Regions from separate parts of the Mus musculus genome. Here region 2 is linked to region 1. The links are chromatin contacts, called in public HiChIP or PLAC-seq maps. All regions are on one chromosome and are shown on one strand. The core of a region is the stretch at or near the end of the contact, and the rest is flanking DNA. Distances in the headings are between cores, read along the strand shown. Region 1 overlaps Gm39409 (a long non-coding RNA gene). Region 2 overlaps Rasa2 (RAS p21 protein activator 2).

Region 1 (5,609 bases), core at 1,976-4,475:
ATTGAATTTTAGACTTTAGTTTTTAAAAAAAAGAAGCCTATATCTTCTATAAATAAAACGGGAATCTCATTGTAAAAGGGCAGGAGGAAAAAAACGCTTTGTGTTAGAACAGGGAAGTTCTGGACGGGGTGTGGTTACTTTCCAGATTATAGTTCTTGAAGCTGTTCCCCCCGCCCCCCACTGCCTAACATGGACGTGTGTGTGTGTGTGTGTGTGTGTGTGTGTGTGTGTGTGTGTGTGTGCGTGTGTTTATGAGCAAAGGAAGAGTGAGCTTGGGCGTGTTCTCCAGTGTGCTGTGTTGTTTAAAGCCATCTCCTGAGAGGTACCCAGGCTATCAAAGGCTTCCTGTGATAAAGGAGACCTTAGCACTAAGTGGCAGCAAGGGACCTCCTTCCAGTAGAGGTTCAATTAGCACTCGCTGTGACTGTCGCTATGCAGAGGGGACAGTGTGCACACCACTCTTCAGCTTCATCCAGCCACTGCGGAGCTCATCAGAACTCCTGGTGCCATGGGGCTGTGTTATGCAGAGAGCTGCTGGTTCAAGTCCAGCCCCGGAGAGGAGACAGATGAATCTTCTGCCGCAGGCTAAATAAAAACCAGGGGAAGGGAGGTGACAGGAGAAAAAGCAACGCATGGTAAGTATGCAAAAGGCCCTGGATTTCACCCCCAGTACCACATTAAAAGCAAAACAGCAGGGCTGGGTGTGGTGGTTCATGCCTGCAATTCCAGAATGTGGGAGGCAGAAGCAGGAGGATCATGCAAGCTCAAAGCCAGCCTGCGCTACATAGTAAAACCCAAACAAGGGGCTGGAGAGATGCCTCAGCAAATAAGGCCACTGTCTGCTCTTCCAAAGGACCCGGGTTCAATTCCCAACACCCTCACACAGAGATACAGGCAGACAAAACATCAATGCACATAAAAATAATTAATTAAAAAGGTTTTAAAAAACAAACCAACAGTAAATAAAAAGAAACAAAGCAACAGCAAAATAGCTTGGTAGAAATCTTCATTATCACATTGTTAAAACAAACAAACAAAAAAACCAAAACAACTCTTGTGAGGGCCAGATGGCTCAGTGGGTAGAGGTGCTTGCTACCCAGCCTGACTACCTGAGCCTCAGTCCCAGGATCCATGTGGTAGGAGAGAACTGACTCCTGCTAGTTGCCCTCTGACCTCCACAAACGCTTTGTGCCCCAAGAATACCCTCCCATTTTATCATTAAAATAAATAAAAATGAAATAACAGCATAGGTGGTATGAAGTGGTCAGGGGAGGAGGTAGTTGGGGGAGGGAGGTTTTAGTGAGCAGAGGGATGGGAGGGTAGATCAGAGGAAGTGGGAGGGGAGGGATACCTTACACTAAGGATGTTTGAAAAGGTCACATGGTTGCATCTGAAGTCAGCTACAGTGTACTTATAGGGAAGCCTCCTATTTTATATTACACAGTAGAGTTTGATTGGAGTTAAACTACACAGGGTGAGCTATGTTCCTCCCAGCAGTCTTTAGTTGCTAAATAAAAAGCCCAGTATCTTTCTGAGTTGTTGATCAGAGGCATTTTGGACACCCCCAGAACAGTACAGGCTATCGCCATTGCTCCTGGCTGCCTAAAACAACTTGATAGTAAGGTGTTATTGCTGGAGACATCAGACACATTGCTCACAGGATATGGAGAAATCAAGTTGGTATGGACCAGGAAGCTCCTTCCCTGCTCGCTGTACTGGGAGATTCTGTGTAGGCCATTGTGAGGGAAAGACATCAAGTCTTACCTAGCTGTGAACTCTATGAATTACAATAATGACAGTGCAGTAAGATGTGCCCATAGGCACACAGTGGCACAAATATTACAGGGGGCATCCAACCACTTTCTGGTTGGATGTAAGTCCTGACTACAGGAAGAAGCACACACTATTTTCTACTATATGGACATAGTATAATTTCATCTTTCTCTGTTCGTGGACTAGGGCAGCACTCAGACCTCATCTGAGGCGTTGCTTTGTACAGTACAGGAAGGTTAGCAAGGGAACTCCTAAGTGGTCAGAGTGGAAAGAGTGAGTCAGCGGACTTGAGTTCAGTCTCAATTGGGACATCTGTATCACACACATGCCAGCACTGAGGAAGGAGACTGTTAGAATTAGAGGTCAGGAAGGACCAGATGAAACGGTATCTTCTGAACAAGCAGGACTGCTGCAGTCTTGGACCATGGCAGCCTTGTTGCCTATGCTAGATCAAGCCAGTGGAGAGATTCTAGCGTGGAGTGGAAAATGGTTCACAAGTGGCACCACCCACACTGAGGAGCTATGGACGGTTGATGGCTTCTGGGAGAGGGAAAGTCTGTTTTCTTTAAGAGTGTGACCCCCATAGGTTGATTATGCTCCAGTGGGTAGCCACACATCCAGGAGTATATGGGCAGCACAAATAGAACACCGTGGGTTGTTTAGAAAAAAAAAAGAGAGAAAACAAAGCAAACAAAAATGGGGACATGGCGTTGGGAGTGGAGGTGGGGTAGAACTGGGAAGAGTTAGGGTGAGGAATGGAGATGAATAAATATGATTATTATGATATGATATTGTATTGGGGGCTGGAGAGATGGCTCACATGTTAAGAGCACTGGCTGCTCTTTTAGAGGTCCTGAGTTCAATTCCCAGCAACCACATCGTGGCTCCCAACCATCTGTCATGGGATCTGATGCCTTCTTCTTGGATGTAGGTTATACACAGAGATAGAGCACTCATATACAATATACATAAAATAAATCTTTAAAAATATATTGCATGAGATTTTCAAAGAATTAATACAAAGATATTTTAAAAATTAAAATCTCTTATAAGTGAGTTACTAGGTTGCCAATCGGGGTATTTGACCCTTCGTGATGATTTAAGTGTTTCCGTTATCCATCAAGTCTAGTATGCTGAGAGATCTGACAAACAGAAGGGCAGGGTAGGATTGCTCAGCATCTCCCACTTAAAAAAGAAGTGAGAATGGAGTCTAAAGAATTCTTGGCATCTTCTGAACATGAAGTGTCTTAACATTCTGTGGTACTTCATAGCACCTCCATGTAAATTCCCTTCAAACCATGTCAGGAAGGTGTTCTTATTTATAGATGACAGAGAGATGTGTTGCTGTGGGTTGGTTTGGTTTGATTTGAGTGGGTAGGTCCTCCTTAGGTCACATAGTTCTGAGAGGTTGGCAGGGGCTGGCTCAGAGAGGTCTCCTTGATGTCATATCCTGTGTTCTTGCACAATGCCTACCCTGTCCTGTTATTAAAAACTAAACCAAAAGGACACTAAACACTGCTTCCTCTTCTTTCTCATCTTATGATGGAACTTGTGTGACCAGTGATTTGTCCCAAATAGTACCCAGTTGCTCAACTAAGAAGAAGCCACAGCCTCCAGTGGCTCTGGGTATCATTGGGCTTGTGAGTCTAACGCAGATAGAAGCAAACTGCTTTTCTGTGGCTTTTATGGTTCAATATTATTTCAGTATAATCCTGGTATATTCATCATCACTGACTTAGAACATAAGAAGACAGGTTTCCGGAGCCTGGGCACTTACTTAATTTGAACTTAAATTTAAGAACTTGGCAGGGAGGTAGAGGCAGGAGGATTAACGAAGTGAAGTCCTGGACAGCCTGGCGTACAGAGCAAGACTGTCTCAAAAAGCAAAGCAAGTCAAACACTTATTATATGCCCATAACCCCATAATTGGATATGGAGGAGGAGGGAGCAGTTTCTCATCCTTCGCTACATAGTGGGGGCTTTTGTTGGTTTGATTTGTTTTTTGCTTTTTGGTTGTTTGGTTGTGTTTTTGTTTATTTGTTTTTGTTTGTTTTTGAGGCTATCCTGGAGTGTGTGTGCCTCAAAAGGGGAAAAAAAAAAGAGGAATAAGAAGCTGGCATTAATCGCTTCCTCCTCCTCCTTTTCTGAGAAAGCAGTAGTTCTTATTTACAAAGTCCCATTTTACTGTTTAGCCTGAAGTTCAAGAGCCCACCTCATCCAGCCTTGAGCCACTATTCAAAGTTTTATTTCTTCTTTTCTTCTTCTTCTTCTTCTTCTTCTTCTTCTTCTTCTTCTTCTTCTTCTTCTTCTTCTTCTTCTTCTTCTTCTTCTTCTTCATGTTTTTCGAGACAGCGTTTCTCTGTATAGCCCTAGCTTTCCTGGAACTCACTCTGTAGACCAGGCTGGACTCGAACTCAGAAATCCACCTGCCTCTGCCTCCCAAGTGCTGGGATTAAAGGCATGTGCCACCACTGCTCAGTTCTTCTTTTAAAGATTTATTTTATTTATATAAGTACATTGTAGCTGTTTCGAGACACACCAGAAGAGGGCATCAGATCCCTTTACAGATGGTTGTGAACCACCATGTGGTTGCTGGGAATTGAACTCAGGACCTTTGGAAGAGCAGTCAGTGCTCTTAACCACTGAGCCGTCTCTTCAGCCCTTGTTTGTTTTTCAAAACAGAGTTTTACTCCATAGCCCTGGCTGTCCTGGAACTCACTATGCAGACCAGTTTGGCCTCGACCTCACGGAGATCTACTTGCCTCTGCCTCCTGAGTGCTGGGATTAAAGGTATGTGCCACCACCACCTGGCCAAAGTCCTAAATAGGTCTCTGCCCTCTCCTGCAGGTACAGCCCCTTGGGCTGGGTGCTATCCTTTCACCTTCAAACAATAAACTTCATCTGGGTGCGGTGGCACACTTCTGTGATCCCATTCATCACTTAGAAAATTGAGGAGTTGGACGGATTGCAAGCCCAAGACTGCCATGGGCTACGACGTAGTGAGTTCTGGGCCAACCTGATTATATCAGTGACTTTTCTAATGGTGACTGTGACAAAACACCAAGGCCACTTATTAAAAAGAAAAAAGATTTTACTCAGGCTCTGGTTCCATAAGGTTGGGATCTACAATGGCAGGGACATCATGACCATAGGCAGCAGACATGGTAGACAGGACTGGAAGCTGAGGGCTCACATTCTGATCCAAAGCATGAAGCAGAGGGTGAACCAGGAATGATGTGGGGCTTTGAACCCTCAAAGCCTACACCCCAGTGATGCATCTTCCTGCAAGGCCCCACTCCCTAAACCTACTCCAACAGCACCAGACCAAGCTTTGCGGTCTCTGAGCCAATGGCGTGATTCTCATTCAAACCACCACACTGGTCTACAGAGCAGACTGTCTCAAAATACCCAAACTCCTACCAGCCTACAGAGCTTTAATCCAGCTACAGCTCTAGAGCTCAAGCCCTCTACAGAAAGGAAGGATTCCTCCTTCCTGACCTTGGTGGTACCAAAGGTTTCATTTACTGTCTTATTGTGTTTAGTAACTAAATGACTATTCCCAAAGGGTTGTAAGTCCCTGGAGGTGTGTAGCTAGTCTTTTGTTTGTTTGTTTTGAGATGCTGGGGATTGGACCTAGGCACCTGATAGGCAACCACTCTACCACCAGGACAGTCTTATTGTGTCAGTCAGGCTGGCCTTGAAGCCATCATCTGCCTGCCTGTCTCTGTTTCCCCAGCTTGTGACTAACTGGCTCTGTGTGTCACCTAAGAAGCCTTTCTGCTGGAAGGGGATATTATCTGTGTTATCTATGGTTGTGTGCCTGATTTTTCCCCCCT
Region 2 (5,609 bases), core at 1,530-4,029, 170 kb before region 1:
TTCTTCCCCACTACATTCATTGCCTGCTTTTAATATGAGATATTGAAAGATAAAACAGTATTAACTATAATAATTGTATTTTCCTTGATATGTCTTTTGATAATATTGTTTACTGTGGTAAGATAGTTGGTTATGTAGACATGTAGGTCAGTAAGACTCATGAGCGAACTGTGTTCTGTCCATTTATTATATGTACTTTAATGTAAATTACACTACTATCAGGTAGACAGACCTGAAAGATAACGTGGCTAACAGACCCAAACAGTTACCTTCCAGTACGTTCTTATGTGAGTGGGTGACTCCATTTCCTGGTCTGAATTTGTATTCTCCCTCTGCTCCCATGATGGGAACAGTTGATTGCAGAAGTCTTACGTGTTCTTTGAATATGCTTAGAAGTAGACTGGGCACAGAAAGTTGGAAACACCTCTAAGTTAGAAAAAAAAAATAGGTATCTCTGATATTCCAAAAATAAATAGATTTGGAGTGTGATCCAGTCTTTCGACTACACAAAGCCCTTAGATACAGTTGATTACATTATGTTTTTCTTTTTTTCTAAGTCCTTAGTATTGTCTTTAAAGATTGATTTATTTATGTTATGTGTATGAGTACCACATTATGTTTTTCAAAGGGAACAAGTCATTAAGTGTTTAATCTCTGACTTTTTTTTAATGGTACTGAGAATGGAATTGAAAGGTCACGCATGCTAGGCAAGCATTCCACCACTGAGCTGTTCTACCGGCCCTCTTTACTCTTTATACTGAGGCAAAGCAGTCTCATTCGGTTGCCTGGACTGGATTTTCTCTGTAGCTTTAACAGACCTGAGTTTGCAGTCCTTCTGTCTGAGCCTCCCAAGGAATTGAGATCGTAGACCTACACCACCAACTTCTTTCATTGTCTCCCAACCCAAGTTCTATAAGTTGTCTTAGGCTTGGCTGCATCTTAACTATCTTTGTTTGAATGAACATTTTTAGCCATTATTTTAGAGCCATATAGCCCATTCACTCTATTCTGCTTTTTATATAAACTCAACTTCTTGAAAACTTAAGAATTTTGATCATTCTTACCTTTTCTAGGATACACAGACAGTTAGGACATTGACTCTCATCTCAAAAACCATTCAGATTATTGGAAACTGGGGATGTCAGTCCAGAAAAAAGGTGAGTTTATAACTGTTTCCTCTTTGCATACTTAACAAATTTTATTATATACTAAGATTCCTTCTTCACTTACTTCCTTACATGTTAAAAATAAAACTGAAGAGAATACATATTCACATGCAATAATGGTCTTTTAGTGGGTGTTCTACTGTAGTCACCTTTTGAAGGAGACGGTGATACTTAACCTGATATACCCGTGGTAGGGAAAAAACTAGGAAGAAGACACAGGCACAGCTGAGTTATGTGGTGGTCTGTGCCATAGTCACCTAACAGCACTGGAAGAAGCCTTCAGCTCCAGGATGGATGATTCATGGAGACATGGACAGCTTTATCCTTAGCTTCAAAATACAGGCCCGTCATTGTCTTGTGTTCTACCTCAGAGCTTCATAAACTTGTCACTCATGAAGCCGTTTACTTAAGAAACTTATGCAACCTTACGTATAAAAATCAAACATTTACTGATAATAACTTACTTTAGCATTTTGAAGTCCTCAGCTCCCAGTGCTGAGGAGTTTTTTCTTCCATTTGCTTTTGCAACTGCTTTCTTGGGGCTTTTCCCTAGTTTAAGACCTAGAAGGAAAAGGTCAAACAGTGACTGCCAGTTCAAAGCTATATGCAGGCTCTGAGGGATATTCACTGCTCCTCGGTTCCTCTCTCACCAAGAATGTTCATCAAAGAAGGGAGAAGAGCCAGGCTCAGATCAATAAAGTAACTGCAGGTCACTGACTCTACAAAAAAAAAAAAAAGGCTTTGCTGGCACCCTGCATCTGGCCCAGCATGAGGTATCTTTGGCTATCAGCAGCTGGAATCAACAGAATGTGAATGGAGCCTGATCATGTTCAGGGAGAGGCTGAGCATGATATCCCATGTGCTGTGTGGGGAAGGCTAAAGACCATGAGTGTGTGGTAGCCATGATCCTGGAACATTCTGGGTTCGCTGACTTGGAGGAATGCTCTCTAGGAGAGCTCTGAACAAGATGGTGAATGTGGCTGTGAGTTCCCAGCCCGCCTGCTGTCCCACATGGAGAAGAGTTGAAGAAGCTCTCTATAGTTGCTTCTGAGCCACGATCTGGCCTACTACACAGATGAGGCAGCACTCTTGGCCCTCTGGCTGCAGACCTGGCTCCTTAAGGCACCCAAGTGAATTGCCATGAGTAATTATGACTGATTAGCCAAGAGGAGAGACACCACCTTACTTGCTACCTGACATGAATGAAATCTGCGGATCCCAGAGGATTGGGGAACCAGAAGAGATTGTGCCGCGCTTTCCCGGAGTTGGCTCTTATCAGTGGGGAGAACCGCATAGTGGCCAGCTACTTCCCTACTCTGAAGAAAGTAGACTTGAGCTCATCTGGGGAAACAAAGCAGTTGGTATGGAAGCTGGAAGCCTTAAGAGGAAGTACTTTGCCTTGCCCTGGAAACCTGCCTAGGACACGGCTGGTATGAAGAGCCAACAAACACACAAAGAAAAGCTAGGATTGGGTGACCTACACTTGCTCTGATCTACTAACTAACCTGTATTAGGTACCTTTATTATGTATAACAAGAGGAGTTAGCTGATCTTAATGGGAAGTCTCTGTAGGACACAGTCTCAGGCAGTACTTCCTGAAGGAGGAAGTTGTATTTGCTAGTTTCTGGTCCCAGTAAATGGAAGGTTTTGCCATTTACAGGGGTCTGAGGCAACTACAGTCCTTGACAGGGCTATGTTCTTGCCATCAGTCCACATTCACCCTGTGCTTCATCTGATCCCCACACTAGAGTGTTGTAAGTTCCAGGTTCTATAGGGAAAATTTATGAAGTTGTTCACAATTTTTCATTTGTGATAAATACATTTGAACACTCCTAAGCTGGGCCCATTCCTGTGTGGCTGGTGGGAGCAGCCCCTGTGAGCTGGAGGCCTCACCCTTATCACTGTCTCTCACGTCTCAGGATCTTTCTTTCCCTCCCTGCCTTCTTCCTTTCCCTTGAGACTAGAAATCAAAGGGCTGGGCTGTATGTACCTCAGTGGGAGAGCCCTTATCTTTTATAAATCAGACCATAGGTTCAGTCCCCACTACTACCATTTTTAAAACAAAAAAGAAACCAGACATTGGGCTGCATAGCTTCCATCCAGATCTGCATCCCTCCTGTGTTTACTCTGAGCCTCTGGAGAGCCATGAGCTTCCAGGAGGCCCTTGTTTTGGATTCACAGTTGCACTTGTCAGGAGACCCCCAGGTAGATTTTTATTTCTTACTTGGTCCTTTAGACCTTGGAGTAATGATGGCTCTATACCTTATTGTATGCTAGTTAAACCTATCCATGCATTTGTAAGTACTTTTCAAATTCTCTGTTACATTTTTCATTTTGTCATATAATAATAATACAAATTTATATATGCAATGTTTTAATACATATTTACATTGTATATTGGTCAGATATTTTAAACCACTCTTTGTATATATAATTTTACCACTTATTAAAGACAAAATACAAATTTGCATACTAACGAGAAGGATATACTTGTTTATGTTTACATAAATAAATACTAGTTGAATATTTAGAGTTGAGTATATAGAGCATCTTCAGTGTTTTTCAGAGTTGATTGTATTTTGATTTTGTAATCATTCAGTTTACATAAACATATAGTACAAAATGGCAGAAGTATATTTAAGGCCATTTTTTAAATTGTTGGAAATTTTGTCCTAATCTCAAGCTAGAATTTACTTAGTGTTTCTTTGGTTTTTGGTTGGTTGGTTTGGGATTTATTTGTTTGTTTAGTGAAACTTAAGTCAGCAACATAAGCAATTAAAGTCAAACATTCTAATAAAATCCAAAACTACTAATTGATACATGCTGACTAATGATGTGGGAGAATATTGTAGGTTTTTGTTTCTGTAATTAAGCCATTATGTTTTTGTTAGAGCAAAAGCCTTCATGTCTAGTAAAAATAGCTCAGTTCCTAGTATACGGTGGCCCAGTGCTTTGCGCTGAGGCCTTCAGGGCAGCAGTGACTGGGGATGTGTGATGTATTGGCATGCAGAGTGCAAAGCATGCGTGCGGTACCATGCAGCAGAAACACCTCAGAGTTGGACATGTTTGATTTTGAACTAGTTCTTGTTGTTTGTGTCTTTAGAAACCTTTATTGTTGATAAGTTTCTCATGACCACATGTGAGACACGACTAATAATTTAAGAACTGTGCGTATTTAACATACACAAATCCTGTATTTGTTTTCTCATAGTCACGGTTCAAAAAGTCAGTCATGTGTGAATTTCTCAAAATGTTTCAAGAAGAAAGATATTTTACAGATGTGAAAAAGGTATGGTTCTTTCTTGTCATCTAGTTTAAAGAAATCAACATCTCATATTCTTCCAAAGAGTCCATTTCCAGCTTTAAAAAAATAAAATCATGTTGAAACTGTCAACCATGAAGTCTTTTTTGGGTTGGAGAGATGGCTTAGAGGTTTAAAGCACTGACTGCTCTTCCAGAGGTCCTGAGTTCAATTCCCAGCAACCACATGGTGACTCACAACCATCTGTAATGGGATCCGATGCCCTCTTTTGGCACCTAGGGCATGTATGCTGGCAGAACACTGTGTACATAATAAGTAAAGAAATCTTTTTTTTTTTTTAAAGGTCTTTTTCTTCCAATTCTATCAAATAAAGCTGTGAGATTAAGCAAGTCTTAACAATAACTACTGTAAGCCTTAACTCTATAAATACAGATTTCTATGCAACACTATTGACATTTGGGGCTAGGTAGTTATTGATTTTGCATCGTAGGATATATGGCAACATCCATCAATTAAATGTCAATGGCATATACCCAGTTTTGAAGGCCAGAAATGCTTTTAGCTATTACTAAATAGATGTCCCCTGGAGGATGGAACTGGCTTTGTTAAGAACCTTTGTTCTAGGACTAAAGCCTAGTAGAGCTTGTTATGTAGTAGAGTGGGTACTCACTTGCCATAGCAAAGCAAAATGGGTCACCAGGATGGCTCAGCAGGTAAAGGGACTTCTTAGAGGACCTTATTGCTGGGGTCACAGTGATTGGAAGGAGGGTACCAGCTCCCATAGTTGTCCTCCAACCTCCATGTGTGTGCTGAGACACACACATTCACATAAAGTCAGAAAAAAATGTAAAACAGTGTTTTCAATATAATGAGTATGCATGGTAGTAACTGGAAAAAAATAAGTAAAAATAAAAATATATAAATGCCTACAGCATAAAATGTCGATATAAGACCTACAATATGTAAAAAGGAGTGTGACTAGAAACTGAGAAGTCTTTTTAAGTCTTTAATTTTTTGGTCCTTAACTTGTTATTCATTCACATAAAATACATTATTATAACCCTGAAAAACTTGGAACAAAAAATTATCTTAGGATATAGCTAAACTAAACTTGAAGAAAGTAATGTTTCGTTATCACAATCCTAACTTAGTGAACCAAGTTAGCAAGGCTAGTCTTAAAG

Evidence for each region. HiChIP or PLAC-seq counts read pairs in DNA pulled down with a chosen protein or histone mark.
Region 2: an H3K27ac HiChIP or PLAC-seq map of microglia shows a contact between it and region 1, with 4 times the contacts expected there. The contact joins two enhancer-like sites. A contact is called at or near these places in 2 of 115 datasets of contacts at active chromatin or transcription factors (effector CD8 T cells and microglia) and 2 of 9 other capture datasets (liver and pancreatic islet).

The regions. Positions count from the first base shown.
Region 1 is chr9:96,389,772-96,395,380 of GRCm38.p6, reverse strand. All of the region lies in intron 1 of Gm39409 (a long non-coding RNA gene), which reads left to right. All of the region lies in intron 1 of Gm40550 (a long non-coding RNA gene), which reads right to left. Among named protein-coding and RNA genes, the nearest start is that of Gm39409, 4.3 kb to the left of the region's middle. Within about 2 kb of position 3,225, at least 74 of the 459 cell types and tissues checked have an H3K27ac peak or open chromatin away from gene starts, as enhancers often do. A contact at or near this core is called in microglia, where this site is marked.
Region 2 is chr9:96,556,246-96,561,854 of GRCm38.p6, reverse strand. It overlaps Rasa2 (RAS p21 protein activator 2), which reads left to right. Exons shown (of 24, transcript NM_053268.2): 16 at 1,074-1,157; 17 at 4,378-4,455. Among named protein-coding and RNA genes, the nearest start is that of Gm28729, 34 kb to the right of the region's middle. Within about 2 kb of position 2,779, at least 9 of the 459 cell types and tissues checked have an H3K27ac peak or open chromatin away from gene starts, as enhancers often do. A contact at or near this core is called in microglia, where this site is marked.